Regions from separate parts of the Mus musculus genome. Here regions 2 and 3 are each linked to region 1. Evidence: chromatin contacts called from public HiChIP or PLAC-seq data. All regions are on one chromosome and are shown on one strand. Each heading gives the region's core, a stretch centred on a gene start, on an enhancer-like site or on the middle of the called end of the contact. The rest is flanking DNA. Distances are from core to core; before and after follow the strand shown.

Region 1 (4,066 bases), core at 697-3,196:
CAAATCTATCTCAAGTTCTTCTTAGAACTTTGTTCTCCTCAAGTATCTACATGAGACAATGCAGAGCTGCCCCAGAATTAAAAGTCACATCACATCTGGAGCATTTGGAAAATAAGAAATGCAGGGAGATGCAGGGAGTGGGTGAAACCCTGAACAAATGTGTGGAGGACATGGGTCCATACATGGCAAAGCCCCTGATGCCCCAGGCCTATTCTAACAGCAAAGCATTCCTTGTGTCAGGCTCAAGGAGTTGGCCACACCTTTCTCTGGTCTACCTACAGATCTGAACAGTGTGTGCAAAAACTAACTACTGCAGCTTTCTCTCCTGGATGACGACGACATAGGATGCTGCTCCCTACGGAGACTCCTCGGGAAGAGGAACCGAGCTCCCTCATTGTGCTGTACTTAACAACCACACTGAGGGGCCAGGCTGTTGTGAGGAAGGTGCCCTCCTCCGCTAGAGAGCACAACTGCCTGCTGACCTCTAGTACTGCCCTAGCATTCTCCTTCTCTTCAGAAGCAGAAACATATTTACTAGACAGAATATAGTCTTTGGTACAGCTCTTAATTGTCTTTAGGGCTACAGTGTATAGTCAAAATAATGTTTTGCAAAATTAATTATATTCTGAGTGGCCTCATCAGCCTGGTTGTCCCAGCAATCGCTATGGTAATTAGAACTACTTGTTATTATTGGTTAAGGAAAGATTGTAAATATACATTTTTTTTTCTGGGAAGATTGGAGACTATACCACAGTTTTCATTTTTAATTGGATATTTTATTTATTTACATTTCAAATGTTATCCCCTTCCCTGGTTTCCCCTCTGCAAACTCCCCTATCCTATCCCCCCTTACACTGCTTCTATGAGGGTGCTCCCCCACCAACCTATCCACTCCTCCCTCACTGCCCTAGCTTTCCTCTACACTGGGGCATCAAGCCTTCACAGGACAAAGGGCCTTCCCTCCCATTGATGCCAGATAAGGCCCCTTCAGCTCCTTCAGTTCTTCCCCTAACTCTTCCACTGGGGTTCCTGTGCTCAGTCCGATGGTTGGTTGCAAGCATCTGCCTCTGTATTGGTCAGGATCTGGCAGAGCCTCTCAGGAGATAGCTGTAATTTGTCCAGCTTTCCTTTCCTTTTTTTTTTTTTTTTTAATTTAACTTACATGAGGATGACATCATATTGCTGTGTGTTCAAGTGAAAACTGGAAGTTTTGATCTTGTGGTGCTTTCAGAAAGAGGTTGTCCTTTAAAAAAAAAAACAAAACAGAGCTACTACCAAATCTTTAGGAAAAGGAGCATAGATACCCTGGGTTCCCATAGGGCGGAGTTTATGCCCATCCATATTTTGGTTTTAGACATGCCTGGCACCAGTGCATATGCCTCTCTCCCCTGCCTTGTGAGTCCTCAGGCTGCCAAAAACTCAGTCAACTTAGCTGTGCCTCTCCATCAGCTTTGGTAACTCTCCAAGCTTTCTTAAGTTAAAATAAAGAAAATGGTAATTGAGTGAATTCAGTTCTGCCTTGACCTTCCATGAACTCGGTTTTCTTTGTAGGTGTTTTACCATTCGCTGTGCATCTGCGTTCAACTTCTTAACTACTGTGCAGCTTTAGGCAAGAATTTCTAAGAAGCCAGGAGAATCAAAGTGAGTGATTCTAAATCAGGCTGCACCGAGTTCATTGGAAGAGTGATTTACAGATGTGTTCAGATTTCCAAGATGGGCAGTGCATACCCACAAGGACAGATCTTCTTTGTGCAGTGGCCTAACTGTCACTCATAAAACACACAGCACTGTACTATCGCTAGGACCGTTCGGAACACCTGACAACTGTTGAACAAACACAGCAATTCATTAGAACCTCGGGAAGTTTTCTCTCGAGCAGTGTGAATAGGCTCGCTTAAGCTCCAGGACAGAATGCTAATGCAGCCAGCCTGTGATCAAAGTGGACTGGCATGCGCGGTTAGGACAAGGCATAACTCCACACTGGTGTTTCTGTTTGATTCTTTTGTTCATGGAGAACAGCACTGCCAGCGGAAGCAAGCGTGCACTCACAGGGGGCCACTGACAATTCCCAACAAGCGAATCAGGCAAGGCCAAGAAGTGTTCTGAGAGCTTGATGTATCCAAAGACAGTTTTGTTCTGATTTTCTTCTTCTTCTTCTTCTCCTGTAACTCAGGCCTCGCCATAATGTATTTTCATTACCCTGTGCAGACTGACTGGCCAGACAGCCACAGTCCCTCCCCATAGCCTGCAGAAGTAACCCTGGAAGCTGGCAAACACTCGGGGGCCTTTGATTGCTAGAGACAGGTTAAAAGCACTTACTCTGGGTTCACTGTAGCAGTGTGGTTGTGGAGGTCCTTGCTTTCCCTGTTTGATAACCAAGCAATGCTCCTGTCCCATGACATGTCACACATGTAATTTGTTTTTGTGCCCATCCTCCTCCCATCTCTGAGCTGGAATTAACAGTCCCCATAGACTCTGCTGTTACTATATTCAGACACAGCTATAATGGCTTTGAAGGGGAGCTTAATTCTGGTTTTCTTAATGCTCATCTTGTTTAAGATGACAAAGTAAGCTTAAATTACAAATTAACTCCTTCCTCAACATCCCTGATTGCTGTTACACCTGCAATGTGGAACTTTACTGTGACAATATACTGTAATAATAAAATCATGCTTTGAAAAGATATAGCTAGTGAAATTAAATATAATATTATACACTTGTGTGATCTCCATGAAACTATGTATATATTCATTTTTATTTCAAATGTTAATTAGTGGAAATCAGAGTCCAAAAATTCACCCAAGCATGCCTGGTCAATCACAAAAAGATTCAGGGCTAGTCAATAAAATGAAAATAATATGCTTAAGAAAGAATTGGAGACCACTTACACGCTTATGTACTAAAAATTAATTTTAAAAACTGGTATTAGTAGAACACCATATGAGGTTGCCTGCTATCCTCTCTATGTTCACATACTCACACATGCATGCACAAACCTGAACACACACAAGCATAAAATTGAATGAGGGAAAAAATATCACAACCTTTGATATGGTAGAGGATTTTTATCCTTCACCTGGGGATACAGAGCACAGACTTTACTTGGCAGATGGGACTTTGTAAAATAATATCCCATCTTGAAAGAGTGCTCTTTAGAAAATGAAGAAAAAAGTCATACCTGAGACAAAATATTCCAAAATAGTATTAAATGAACTCTTGAAAATCAAATAATAAATACATCTTGTAAAATATAAGCAGAAGCATCTAACAGAAACTACACTGCAGATCAGTGCAGTTGAAGGAGTGCCTGGAAACAGGGTGTTCAACCCCTGGTGCCTGTGGAAATAACAGTTGTAACTACAACAAAATGTCACTAAGTAACTATAGGAAGGGCTCACATTTAAGTAAAAAGGAACAAGCCTGAGAAAAGCTGGCAAAGATGAAATGGAACCAGTTTTTTAAATTGCTGTTGGAATTCAAAATATCATGAATTGCTTGGAAAGAAATCTAGCAATAACTTTAAAGTGAATTCACTTGGCCTGCCCAGAAGCCAGAGGCAAACCCACCATAGATATTAACCAGAGAAACAAAAAAGACATATCTCAACACAGACACTTACATATGAGTTATGTTAGAAACTTTATTCTTTATCACCAAGAAGGGAAATGCAGCTGTGCCTGTCAGCTGGCAATCAGTTTGCTTGATTATAATGCATCCACACAGTGCAAGCCTGCCCAGTGATAAATAGCAAAGTCACAGGAAAAAGAAATAGATTCACAAGCATTATGGTAAAATCTCTGAGACTCCCCTTCAGTGTTACCATCCCACACACACACACACACACACACACACACAAGTGCACACATTTGCCCCAGCTTACATGAATCCTGTAGAAGGAAACTTTGATGAAAGAAGTCAGGAAAATGGCTGCCATTGGCTGGACTGAGGAAGGTAAAGTAGCCCATGAGAAAGGCAAAGCTTGTGGGGCATTCTGGATCAAGACTAGAATGGCACTTCTATAACAGATGACTGTGAGAATTCCCAAAAATATGCCTGGAAATCATAG
Region 2 (3,921 bases), core at 1,291-3,790, 340 kb before region 1:
GTCTACAGTCCCACAAAGGAGGTACATTTTAAATGACTTCATGTTAGGTTGCTGTTTTGAATACATTTACTAACATCTTTAAAAGCAGGGTTGTGGTCATTTTTCTCACCCCCCAACCCCCCAGTCTTCACATTAATGTTCTCTCCTTTTCTGTTAGATAGGTGAGTGAAGTCAGTCTCATTCATCAGTGATATATATGATATGATGCAGGATGGTCCATAGTCCTTTCTTTTGTTGACATTTATATCCACCATTCCTGGTTCCTGGATTTTCTTACAATGCTGAGGTGCTTATGATGGTCTCAGAGCAACAACAACCAGATTTTCCTACCCTGGTAGCAGTCTACAAAAATTTTGCCTTCTAGACTCCATATTTGGGATCAAATAAAAACCCCACTCTAGTTGTCAAGTAAGCATCAGCCAGTGGTTAAAGGGCCTTGTGCCTGCAGGAAATACAGCACAACACTCTCTGAGCCATCTTTCACTGGATGCTACCCAGTTTCCATCAGGAACCAAGCTTACTGTTTGCCCTTGCAGATTCTTATCTGGGTATTAGCTGATAAGTATGTGCAAAGCTTGTCTGTCACTCAGAGAAAGTCTTTTATTTATGATTTACTACTATTTATTACTAAAATTAGTAAATAGTATCATTTTTCATTAGTAATTAAGGTTCAAACAGTGATGTGCAATACAACCTAATTTTCTCTCTAACTTGAAGTCTTTCAGGCACACATTCGCACATTCTTGTGTGTGTGTGTATTGTGTGTGTGTGTGCAAGTGTATCTGTATCTGTATGTGTATCTATGTGTGTGTGTGTGTATGTGTGTGTGCATGCATTTGAGAGAGAGAGAGAAAGAGAGAGAGAGCAAGAGAGAGGGAAAGAAGGAGAGAGTATAAGAATACTCCAGACCTACTTTATTATTAGGCGACCATACTCATTAAAAGACACATGGTATGTTTTTCTTTCTTTCTTTATTTATTTATTTTTATTTTTATTTATCATTTTATTCATTTACATTTCAAATGTTATCCCCCCACTACCCCTCCACCAGCTCCCCATTCCCTTCTTCTCCCCCTCCCCTTTGCCTCTATGAGGGTGCTTCTCCCCATTCACCCACTCCTGCGTTACCCCTCTAGCATCCCCTTGACTTCTCATCCAGTCTTTTCACTTTGTCCTGTAATTGTATTCATGTGGTGGGGAAAGGGCCAGGATTTCTGGAGGACATGATAGATCATTTCCTTAGATACTCAGCATATGCAAAGCTCACCTTTCTCTCAGATTTGACTCCCCATATTGCTTTGATACGTCAGCCAGAGATAAAATAAGTTACTCTCTAGCATTCCCTTTTACCGGTATGAAAATAAAAGAACAAATTGACTGAGGGAACAAAGCAGACATGGCCACCTTTGATCTTTGACTTTCTTGTAGGAAATCACATTTTCACATTTACTGTGTTTTCCTATTATCGCTCGCGTTCTGCTCTCAGCGAGCATGCACCAGCGGTATTCTTTGAAGTTCATAATTTCACAGCAGTTACACCCAGGAACTTCTGAAAGAGGTCAATATAGATCGGCCTGGATGCTATTATCTGTGAGGCTAAAAGTGGTTTGATGCTAATGTCGAGCAGGTAAGAGGCACAGGGGAGCCAATGGTGAAGATTATAAAAAGTAGCTTAATTCTGTAAGAAGACTGTCCTCTTACAAGCAATATATTGGTAATTTTATAATAACATATATAACACAGAAGCTTTGTTTAAGATAAATTTTAAGCACACCATACTTTCTACATTAAAACCAATATTTAAAATTACTCCCTGGGATGTTTTATGAATAATCAACTAGGAGATCATCGCTCGATTGGGCCTGTGTGTATTTCAGTGCAATGCCCTTCTTTATTATTAGTTTTGAAGGTGGGCTTTTGATACAAAAAGGGTCCTGAGATCTTAACCACCTTGGGCATGTCTATGCTGACCTGACCATTTCCAAAGCATGAAACTCCCAGTACTGAAATGCACCGAGCATGGAAGGCCCCCCTTGGAAGTTGTTAAGTTTGCTTAATCAGCATTTATAAATAGTTCTGCTTCTGTGCAGAGCTGGTGCTAAATGAGAAACAAATAAGCAAAAAGATGGATGAAATACAGCAATTAGATGCATAAAGAAACGACGTTTTTGCAGTTTAAACTTTGCTTTTAACTGTAAGCATTAGAATCTTGAGTTGGTTATGATTGTAATGCTGCGTTGGGAAGAAAATATCAAATACAAAGTGATCCCCAACCTCTTACTATGTGTCTGTGGCTAGTCATCTATGGAATGCTTAAAATGCAAGTTGTATAGACACTTTAAAAGAGAATTCATTGTGCCAAAATTGACAGAGGGCAGGAGAAAACTTACAAGCTGTCCTGTGGCCAATTCAAAAAAGTAATTAATTGCAGCTACTGTTTTGCAGCAAGCTGGGGAAATGTCACCAAATACAGAAATCTCCAGAAGGAATGACAAGCCCTTCCTGTGAGTCCCTCAGCCTAAACCAAAATGACACGGCCACATTGTGACTGCTGTAGGTAATGAGACTCTGTAAGATTATTATAAATAGGCTGTATAATTAATGCTGTACAGTTCAGTGAGCATTTTGTGGTTTTTTTTTTTTGAATTTGGAGTATGCCCCAATGGCTCAACAAAACAGTCACTGTCCCTAAATCAGGCAAACTTTCTTTGGCTTCAGAAACTGCTGCCAAATGCTCTGACTGTCAATTACTTCTAAAGACAAACGTTAAAAAGAATTAATGCATTAGCTCTAAGGAAAGGCATTTCCTAGAATAGAGTCCTACCAGGTGCTGAGAGATACCACTCACTCAAAGTACACATCTCATTTCATTTGCATAGGAGAGCTACTAGTACTCTTTTTCATAAAGGAGAAACTGAGGCTTGGGGAGGGAACTTGACTAGTGGCTGTAGACTGCATGTTCTATTTGAACTTGGGTTTGCATCATTAAACTGACCTCTGAGAGGCTCCATCCAAGCAGCCTACTGAAAATGATACAGAGATCCACAGCCAAACATTGTTCAGAGCTCAGCAAGTGTTGTGGAAAAGTTGGGCTTAGGACTGAGGGACCCAGAGGGAATAGGAACTCCACAGGAAGACCAACAGAGTCAACTAACCTGGACTTCCAGACATTGAACCATTGACCAAAGAGCATACACGGGCTAGACTTAGCCCCTCCCCACATATGTAGCAGATGTGCAGCTTGATCTTCATGTGGCTCCCCAACAATTGAAGTGGGGGCTGTTCTTGAATCTGTTGCCGGTCTGTGGATGCTGTTCCCCTAATTGAGCTGCCTTTTTGATCTCATTGGGAAAGGATGTGCCTAGTCCTGAGGAGACTTGATGTGCCAGAGTGGCATGATTCTCAGGGAATGCCTCCCACTTCTCAGAGGAGAAGGGGAAGGAAGATGAGGGAAGGAGCTGTGTGTGTGTGGGGGGGGGGAGCAGGAGGAGGAAGGAGGCTATGATCAGGATGTAAAAACTGTAAAAATGAATAATAAATAAAGTAATGAAGAAATCTTAGTTTTCTTAATTTTGCCATTCTTTTTGTCCTATTTCCCACAGTGTATGGAAGCATCATAGTGATTTTTTTTCTTTTGTGGTTGTTTTTGGGGTGACATTTCTATGACTTCAATGAAACACATGTATCCACTATGAAGAGACAGGGGAAGGCAGGCACTACCAAAGGCAGCACATGTTGATATGAGATATTATTAATGGATGAGAGTCAGGCACCATCCATCACTCTGTGTTTGCATTTGCAAAGGTGAACTCATAAATATCCCAAAGTTTTCATTTGCTTTTGGCTATGATTAAAAACACAGGGATTGAAATGCAATAGGAATACCCCAGATTGTAAAATGATAAGAAATGGGGAGAATGC
Region 3 (4,108 bases), core at 917-3,416, 430 kb before region 1:
TCTGTGATTCTCTGACCGAATATTCCCTAAACTCAGAAAGTCTGTTAGGCTCAGAATACATGGTCCCATGATCCAGTGTTCTTTCTTAGAATTCCTCAGCTTGTGTTTCTGTTCACTTGTGTCTTGTATCTTCAACACTGCATGGAAACTTTTTAATTCCCTAACCCATCTCCCACCCTAACCATTTCTTTTGCCAGGATCTTTTCCTGACATTGCAGTGGGTGATACATTTGTGTCTTTTCTGATGTCATAGTCTGTGTTCCTTTTTTCTAAGATACCAGCTTTTAGGAACTGGTAAATCCACCTGTCTAACTCTCCCAGTGCTGTCTACTCTCTAGTGCCTTGTCGCTTGTGTTACCCAGGTATCTGACACAGTTCCTGGTGTAGAATAGGTTTTCCATAACAATTTGCTGAATAAATGACCCCTAACTCTGAGCCTCCGCTCTGTCCCATTTCCTGTAATTCCGCTGCATGCTGAGCTTCCCTAATTGTTTCCAGCTAGTACCTTCATTTCAATACACTGCAAACTAAGCTCAACTTCCTCCAAGTCTCCAGACTTTCTTGTCTCTCCATGGCAACACTATTGTTCCAATCCCTGGGGCTCCAAACTCTGGCATCCTCTCTGACTCTTCTCCCTCCTTCACCAGGCATATCCAATGAACTGTCAAACCAGTAGATTCTGCTCTCACAAAATCTCCAATTGGTTTCTTCTTTTATTGCCTCCTCTGCTATAACCCCAAAGTAGATTTGTTATATTTTAACTAGATGATGAAAATACTGAGTCTCATGAATTTGTTCCCAATGTCTTTCTACTATGTCCACTATTAGTATTTGAAGTGTATTGTTTTAATTATGTCATCTCTTTCTTAGAAATCTACAAAGACTCAATAGTGATGGGCAGTCTCTGCCAATGGGCTGGCCCTCTGCCCACTTTCCTTCCTTCTTATATGGAAATCCTCCTCATGTATTTAGATCATCACAGACAATCCAGCGTTCCCAACTGTGCCAAAGGAAATATAATTTCTTCTATTTTATTTCCCTCACATAGTTCTGCACGGTACAATGTCACTGGTCAGTTCTTGATCTTTACTATGGCGGTGTGACTCTGACTATAAATGATGTTTTTGATAAATTTATTGAAGTTACAAGTGATAGGCTAGTGCTTTGTTGTTAATCCATCTTAGCACTAATAGTCAATTCTCCCTCATATTAGCAGAAAACCACCATCAAGAGATGGAAATGGAACAAGGCATATTGAAGTAAACAACCAGCTAGAAACAGAAATGCCCAGTATGCAACTGAATGACAGGAAGTAGAGCTAAGATGTCGAGTGCACACACACACACTCACACACACACACACACACACACACACACACACACACACACACACACACACATACCTTATAATGATCACAGCCTCATATACTCAGTTTCTCCCTAAAGACAAAGAGGCACTTGGCTCTGCTTTTCTAATTCCTCTACATATACTTGCTCAGGAAACAGACACTAACACATCAATCATAGATTCTCTTTTACATTCTCATAGCATTTCAGATACATATTTATTCCACTTCACATTCATAACGCTGGTCTGACTAAAACCAGAGGCACTGCAGGGTTAGTAGCTTGCTCTCCTTCCTCTGTGAGGCACTCTCCCAGAACTGTACACTTAGCAGAGTCCACTTCCAGCTATCAGCTGTGCCGTTGTTTCCTGAGGGTTTCAGACAACCACTGGGCAGCTCCGGAAATCTCTGTCCTTTCCAGGTAGGGTTCATATTCACATTTCCAGATTAAGCTGCCAGCCCCTCTGGGTCTTCAGAATGATAGGAGCTGGCCTTGGTCTGAACAAAAGGAACTTCATGCCTGACTTGTTCCCCTGGGAGAGCAAACACAGCCATGTTTACCCTCACCAGGGCACATTGGAAAGCTGAAGAAGGATCAGGCGTATTCACCCCTTTCCTGTTTTAGAGTAATGGGGAGCCCAGCTGGGGTGGTTACTGGACTCACAAAGAAACAGGCAAAATTTTGGCAAGTCACTGCGAGGCTTAGCAACAAAATTCACTTCCCCCATCTTCTTTCCCATCCATTTGGAATGAAGCTTGCCTCCAAACAGCATGAAACCCCTGGGAACTTCTTGTACCCTTTCAACAAATCAGCTGGATGAAGGGCGATGACTCAGTCTCCTTTGCCCTCCAAAGTCAGTGCCAGCTCTGGCTAAGCAGCAGTCCTAGCCTCATAAAGGGAACTATTTACCTCAGGTTCCCTCCCAGACTCCAGTTGGTCTCGCTGATGCTTCAAGGAGCATCAAAGAGGGTGTGTGTACTGGGTTTCATTACCCTTCAGCAAATATCTTTCTGATGGCCTGTTTGTGGAAATGTGCCCATTTACAGATGGGTGTCTCTTGCCAAGAAGAAAAGCTCAATGCAAATGAAAGAAGGCTCCTTCTTCTTCCCTCTTTAGTAATTATTTTTGTTTTGGGGGTGATGCAGGAAGTAAATGAAGATCAGCTCTGCCTGGTTAAAAACTGGTTCTGTTGACTCTTAGCCCTCAAAGTCTGCTAATTAAGTTGAAAAGCGCTACTCTACTCATGTAAAAAATCCATAAGTGAACACACACACTCAACAAACATACCACACACATATAGACACGTGGACACACACAAACACACAGACTCACATACACATGAAGACACCCACACCATACATACATACATACACACACACACACACACACACACACACTGGTTTATCTATTTGAAAACAAAATTGTCTGTTAACACTGTGTTGGTCTGCTCTGTAACTTATTCTGAGTCATATTAGAACAACAGGGCTGCAAGCAAATTGAGACCCAGAGCCACGACCTCACATGATGGGTGAGAGGAAAGAAGCCTCTGGCTATCATGCTGCCTCTTTTTTGTCTCAAAAGGAGAAGCCGTGTGATCCTGCTCATAGAAAATGAACCACGAGGTCAGAGGTCAGAGGTTATTAGTCTATCCAGCTTTATAACCTATAGCTGATAATTACTATGAATAGAGAAGCTAGAGAGAGGACCCCAGTCTTGCTCATCTCTCTCAGAGTTTAATTTCCTTACTACTGTGTTCAATCCGCCAACATTGCTTCTTCAGTGTTTCCATTATTTATCCTTCCCCATTTCACCCCTTCTCCCACTGTCATCCCAGCTCTTGTTTACCCTAGTCATATTATTACTATTTTATTTGTTTCAGCCAGTCCTTGTTCTCTGAAGAAACAATTAGTAAAGACTGGCTTATTGACAGATGCCTACTTCCTTGAAGAAAAGCTGAATTAAATTGTAGAGACAAATCCTTGCATTCCTATAAGTTTTTATGTTACAGGTTATAGTTTAATTTCATTTATTTTTGTTACTGTGTTTTAATTTGGCTCTTAGAGGAAAACAGCAAAGAGAAATAATATAGTTTTCATATTTATTTCCAATTTCTTGCTTTATATTTTATTTACAATTTTAAAATTTGGATGGATTTTTTTTCACACTCTGACCCGTCCAGCAGGTCCAGTTATTCGAGGATCTCGAGGGGACCTCCTCCTAAGAACCAAATGGGGGGTAGAGAGAGACGAGGGTCTTGTACGAATAACGACACGGAAACCGTTCTGAAGTTGTATCAAGACCCCCAAAATGTATTAGCCAGGTCCAAGGTTTAAATGCACAAGCAAAGGGGGAAGTACAGATACTTATCAGTGGGAGGGGTAGGGCAATACAAGCAAAAGGAGAAGTATTTATCAGTGGGAGGGGGCAATAGAATTGCACATTCTTAGGCAGTTACACGGGGAAGCAGGAACTTGGTGGTATCAGGGTGTGGTCAGGACACCGGTGATGACCCAGGGCTGGAACATCCCGTAGTTCTTGGAATCCATGTGTCGGTGGCCCGCTTTTGACCCTCTTTTCTTCTCGGGGGGAGAGGCCCAATTCAGAGATCAGGACAATAGCGTTGCCTTAATGGCTCCCAACAACACTCTTCTATGTTTCTCAACAAATTAAAAATAAAATGGATGCCAGTACAGACCTCTTAGATATTTCGAAGATGCATTTCTGAATATTAATGGAAAGATATCCATCTCTGGTTTTAAAGC

The links. HiChIP or PLAC-seq counts read pairs in DNA pulled down with a chosen protein or histone mark.
Region 2: a contact with region 1 is called in an H3K27ac HiChIP or PLAC-seq map of neural progenitor cells, with 5 times the contacts expected there. The contact joins two enhancer-like sites.
Region 3: an H3K27ac HiChIP or PLAC-seq map of neural progenitor cells shows a contact between it and region 1, with 16 times the contacts expected there. The contact joins two enhancer-like sites. A contact is called at or near these places in 2 of 484 Hi-C or Micro-C datasets (neural progenitor cells and stem cell-derived neural progenitor cells) and 2 of 115 datasets of contacts at active chromatin or transcription factors (astrocytes and neural progenitor cells).

Annotation. Positions count from the first base shown.
Region 1 is chr2:123,811,890-123,815,955 of GRCm38.p6, forward strand. No RefSeq gene overlaps it. Among named protein-coding and RNA genes, the nearest start is that of Gm39919, 16 kb to the left of the region's middle. Within about 2 kb of position 1,947, at least 55 of the 459 cell types and tissues checked have an H3K27ac peak or open chromatin away from gene starts, as enhancers often do. A contact at or near this core is called in astrocytes and neural progenitor cells, where this site is marked.
Region 2 is chr2:123,471,446-123,475,366 of GRCm38.p6, forward strand. No RefSeq gene overlaps it. Among named protein-coding and RNA genes, the nearest start is that of Gm39919, 330 kb to the right of the region's middle. Within about 2 kb of position 2,541, at least 9 of the 459 cell types and tissues checked have an H3K27ac peak or open chromatin away from gene starts, as enhancers often do. A contact at or near this core is called in neural progenitor cells, where this site is marked.
Region 3 is chr2:123,385,290-123,389,397 of GRCm38.p6, forward strand. No RefSeq gene overlaps it. Among named protein-coding and RNA genes, the nearest start is that of Gm39919, 410 kb to the right of the region's middle. Within about 2 kb of position 2,167, at least 27 of the 459 cell types and tissues checked have an H3K27ac peak or open chromatin away from gene starts, as enhancers often do. A contact at or near this core is called in astrocytes and neural progenitor cells, where this site is marked.